Regions from separate parts of the Mus musculus genome. Here region 2 is linked to region 1. A link is a contact called in public HiChIP or PLAC-seq data. All regions are on one chromosome and are shown on one strand. The core of a region is the stretch at or near the end of the contact, and the rest is flanking DNA. Distances in the headings are between cores, read along the strand shown.

What was found. HiChIP or PLAC-seq counts read pairs in DNA pulled down with a chosen protein or histone mark.
Region 2: an H3K4me3 HiChIP or PLAC-seq map of the 230-238 cell line shows a contact between it and region 1, with 9 read pairs. The contact joins the enhancer-like site here to the promoter of D5Ertd605e in region 1. A contact is called at or near these places in 2 of 39 promoter capture datasets (both in liver), 2 of 115 datasets of contacts at active chromatin or transcription factors (the 230-238 cell line and large pre-B cells) and 1 of 9 other capture datasets (liver).

What each region holds. Positions count from the first base shown.
Region 1 is chr5:147,417,233-147,419,915 of GRCm38.p6, forward strand. D5Ertd605e (DNA segment, Chr 5, ERATO Doi 605, expressed) reads left to right here and starts at 1,388. Exons shown (of 3, transcript NR_033625.2): 1 at 1,388-1,469.
Region 2 is chr5:146,654,258-146,656,940 of GRCm38.p6, forward strand. No RefSeq gene overlaps it. Among named protein-coding and RNA genes, the nearest start is that of Gm34700, 45 kb to the right of the region's middle. Within about 2 kb of position 1,369, at least 80 of the 459 cell types and tissues checked have an H3K27ac peak or open chromatin away from gene starts, as enhancers often do. A contact at or near this core is called in the 230-238 cell line, where this site is marked.

The DNA of each region.
Region 1 (2,683 bases), core at 138-2,637:
CAAGACCCTGTTGACTGACTGGGCTGGCTTGGTCAGGTATTTCAAATTTTAGGCAAAGCAAATTCGGCATGAGAACACAATAAGGATACGGACAGGAAAGGGAGGACAAGTCACCCCTGTTGCAGAAGGCATGACTCTATACTTAGCAGACCCTAAGGACTCCACCAGAGGACTGTAGAGTTGATAACTCTGGTGAAGCAGCAGTATTCAGAAATCAACATCTTTCACACACCAGTAATGAGTTTATGGAGAACTAGATCAAGAAAACAACCCCATTCACAATACCAGGAAAAAGCCAGACATGCAGGGGTAGCTCAGTGGTAAAGCAGTTGTCCACTGTGTACAAAGCCCTGGGTTCCATCCCTAATGAAACCAAAAGAAAACACTTAGGAGTCAACTCAACAAAAAGCCTTTGGTAGTACCTCCCTCACACCTTCAATCCCAGCACTGGGGATGCAGAGGCAGGTGGATCTCTGTGAGTTTGAGGCCAGCCTGATCTACAAACAGAGTTCCTGGCCAGCCAGGGCAACAGAGGGGAAACCTGTCTCAGATAACAACAAGAATAACAACAGCAACTTAACCAAAGAGGTGAAACTTAGCATTGAAGAATTAAAGAGCAAAATTAAAGATGACATTAGAAGATGGAAACACCTACTTTGTTCATGGATCAGATGGAATGGCTATACTTATAGGGAAAAAAATCCTAAAATTTTTATGGACTCCAAATTGTCAAAATAACAGAAAGAAGAAATACCTGACTTCATACACACTACAGAACCACACTAACAAAACTCGCCTGGTTTATGCAGAAAGCAAACATATGTATGAATGGAACAGAACATCCCTAAGAGAAGACATATACCAACAGGCCCAGCTCTCTGATTCTTGTTAAAAGTGTCCATGCCCAAAACAGATGTTGTATAAAACTTCAACAAATGGGGTTGGGGAAATAGGGTGTTCACTTGGACAAGGGATCTAGATAATCTGTCTGTCTCTCTCCTAAGTCAACTCAAAATGGATGAAATGCTTCCTGTGGTTTGTATATCAAATGCTCCCACCTCAGCAACTCCCTACACACACACACACACACACACACACACACACACACACACACACACACACAATGAGTTCCTGTGGTTTGTATATCAAATGCTCCCACCTCAGCAACTCCCTACACACACACACACACACACACACACACACACACACACACACACACACACAAAATGAGTTAGGCTCATGTGTTTCCACTCTGCCTCCAGCTGGTGGCGCTGTTATGACTCTTGGAGGAGGTGCAGCCTTGCTGGACAAAGTGGCTCCCAAGGAGCCAACTTTGAGGTCTTATAGCCCAGCCCCATTTCCTGTTCTCGGCTTCCTGACTGCTGATGAATGTAACTAGCTGCCTCACGATCCCTCACGATCCTTCCTGCGGGCTCCTTTCCCTGCCATGGCATGGCCCCTCTTAAACTGTAAGTCATAGAACCCTTGCTACTGTAAATCACTTCTGGTCAGGTATTTAGGCACAGCAATGAGAAAATAGCAAATTAAATACCCTTTAAAACAGTGTTGCATGCATGCATGCATGTGCATGTGAAGACCTGAGGTTGATGTTGAGAATTTTGCTGTTTCTCCTTACCCTATTCGCTGAGGCAGGACTGCTCAGTCAACCCTAGAGCTCTGTGATACGTCTTGTCTCACTAGGCAGCTTGCTCATTTCCCATTTCGTCAGGATTGACATGCTAGATTACTGCATTAGAAGTTCTAACCGACTCATCACACCGACTGCTGTTAAACACAGGGACAGCAGATGCCCAGGGCATACAGTTCATGGTTTTATTTGTCTTAAACTCTTAGTGTCAGCTGTGCTTATTACAATTCCATAATTCTATTAAATCGCATAACAGTGGCATTTAAAAAAAATCTTAAATTTTGAAAGTATTAGAACAAAATGGGAAACTCACTAAGCTGTAGGTCCAAGCAGCAATTTCATAAACAGAACTCCAATAGCTCAGGAAATAAAAGGAAGAATTTATAAATGGAACAAAATAAAAAAGTTCCTCCTATATACATACAGGAATAAGTGAATAAATGAATCTTTTTATCAATTTTTTTTGTTTTGTTTTTTGTTTTTTGTTTTTCGAGACAGGGTTTGTGTAGCCCTGGCTGTCCTGGAACTCATTCTGTAGACCAGGCTGGCCTCAAACTCAGAAATCCGCCTGCCTCTGCCTCCCAAGTGCTGGGATTAAAGGCGTGCGCCTCCACGCCTGGCTCAGATGAAAGGTTTTCAACATTTCAGCAACACATACACCGTGTCTTGGAAATGACTGATACAACTTGTGCTAAATAGGATTCAACTTATAGTTTACTGATTTTTGAATATACCACGTGTGTGTAGGTGTCCCTGGAAGCTGGAAGAGCCTGTCAGATCCCCTGGAGCTGGTTTTAGGCAGTTGTGAGCTGCCTGACATGGGTGCAGAGAACTTTAATGCAGGTTCCCGGCGAGAGCAGCCACAGTTGAAACTGCTGAGCCATATCTCTAGCCTCTAGCTTATTACTTAGAACAAACAAACAAACAACAAATAAACACGGGCATTAAACGTCATGGATTGCTTTTTTCTGAAACCATTGGAGCCTTCTCTTATGCTGTTAATGTGATGGTTGGTACTGATTTTCAACTGTCAAG
Region 2 (2,683 bases), core at 119-2,618, 760 kb before region 1:
TTAACATCTCCAACATGGTCAGCAGATATGGGCATGGTCTCATGCACTACCGGGGACTATTTTGCTTAGTAGGCTAAGTTTATTAAATGGCAGGAAACATATCCACCAGCCACAGACATAGTCAACGTTTTACATTTGAGAGGTTTCCCCTTGTGGCTAAGATGCCACAATGTGACCCAATAAGTATATAAAGACTTCAAGAGTCCACAGGACCAGAATGGAGAGATATACATATACACATATACACATACACATACACATACACATACACATACACATACACATACACATACACATACACATACATATACATATACATATGCCCTCAGGGACCACTGTGACCACTCAGATAGAGCCCTGACATAATTTCTTAGGAGCAGTCATCTAAACTCTAGACCTCACTTCCCTTTTTTTTAATTATTTATGTTATGTATATGAGTACACTGTAGCTGTTTTCAGACACACCAGAAGGGAGGGCATCAGATTCCACTACAGATGGTTGTGAGCCACCATGTGGTTGCTGGGAATTGAACTCAGGACCTCTGGAAGAGCAGTCAGTGCTCTTAACCGCTGAGCCATCTCTCCAGCCCACTAGACCCCACTTCTAAAGACGGTTCTTCAGTTTACTCTTCTCAGCACCCAAGTCTCTCTCCAGCCTGGGATTCACTCATACACTAATTATATTCGATATTTTCCCTTTGCTGTGACCAAATGTCTGGCAAAAGACAACTCAGGGGTTCATTGTTGGAGGGGATGCTATCCACCAGGCAGAGAAGGCACAGCAGCACGCAGCTCTGTGGTAGCAGGACAGCTCCTCACATCCCCAAAGTTCAGAAGGCAGAGGGATAAATCCTCAAGGGATACACCCAGGGACCCACTTTCTGAAGTGAGACTCCACCTTCTAAAACTCCCACCACACCAGATAATAGTGCTATTGGGAGACCAGTGCTACCAACTGGGGACCAAGTATCCAAACAGATGAGCCTCTAGGGGCATCTCATATTCAAACCACAGCACCAATGGATAAGGTTGACACTGGCTTTCATTAACCCAGAGTCCAGGGGCCCGTGTACAGCACTTCAGACAGCACCGTGAACCTCCAGCTGCCTCAGCACAAGGTGCACAGCAGGGAATGGCCTTTATAGCTGCGGAGAAGGTTCTAGACAAGAGGAAATGGGTCACAGAACCCAAATCTGGGGATGCGCCAACCCAACCTCCTTCTCTCCCACCCGATCTTGGGTCTCCAAGAACCACTTTCAACCTACCACCTTGCCAGGCTTCCCAGGAAGACATGATTCAGAGCTGCACAAATGGCCCCTGTGGTTTTCAGCTTCAGAAACAGGGCAGGAAGGAAGTGGGGGGTGTGGGGGAAGCAAGCAGCTTCCTCTTCCAGATCTCTGTTTAGTCTCTTCTTCCCCACTGGCCTGAGACACTGAAATAGCACGCTACTGCTTAAGAACCCTGTGTGCCAGCTATCACAGTGCTTGAGAAGGAGGGAGAAACCGTAGTACACGGAACGGTATTGCTAGCAGCCCAGCAAACAGTAGAGAGGGGAGAGAGGAGGCTGAGCCATGAGATTCCTGGAAATCTACACCAGGTTGAGGAGCAAGGGTCCCAGCAGAGCCTCTGTAGTACTGGAAACACATCCACAGGAGGATGGGTTGTTGTGGATTCTGTGTATTGCTTATATTATGTTAACTGGGTTCCCAAATTACACGGGAATTCACACGTCTGCATGTAAGATGCCATGGATCCCTGGCCCTAGTTGGCTCTAGTTGGTAGATAAAGTTGCCGGTGGCCAATGGCTGGGCAGGGAGACAGAGGCGGGACTTTAGATTTTCCAGGCAAGGGAACCCAGGGAAGAAGAGGGGATATTTACAAGCGCCACAGGGAAGCAGGAGGATCAGGCTTGGGAGCTGCAGGAGAGAAAGCACACAGTCATGGAAGAGCCAGGGAAGAGCAGACCCAGGGGACCCTCTCCCGTTTGGGGTAGCAAAGATGGGATATAGTTCTTTAGTAAGTAGTAACTCAGGAGTTTCAGAGGGAAGGCATCAGCAATGTGGAAGTTTGGGAGGGGCCCAGCAGCATTGAGCTTTTTAGGGCATTGTGGCGGTTTGTATACACGTGTCCCAGGGAGTAAGGAAGTGTGACTTTGCTAGAGTAGATGTGTCACTGTGGGTGTGGGCTTTAAGACCCTCACCCTATTTGCCTGGAAGTCAGTATTCAGCTAGCAGCCTTCAGATGAAGATGTTGAACTCTCAGCTCCTCCTGCACCATACCTGCCTGGATGCTGCCATGTTCCTGCCTTGATGATAATGGACTGAACCTCCGAACCTGTAAGCCAGCCCCAATTAAATGTTGTCATTATAAGAGTTGCCTTGTCACAGCAGTAAAACCCTAACTAAGACAGGCATATTAAAAATAAGGCTGTGTGTGTGTGTGTGTGTGTGTGTGTGTGTGTGTGTGCGTGTGTGTGTTTCATTCAAGAATCTACAATATTGAGGTGGTACCGAGAAGCACACACGCAGCCCCCAGCAGGGAGTTAGAGCAGATTAACTATTACTGCTACAGTGAGTAACAGAAAAAAAGCAATCCTGCAAAGCATACCTGGACAAAAAGCACCATATCCGCCCTTTCGAGTGACAACGGCCCCCAAGACACTGGGTTTACCCTGGTTTGTTTT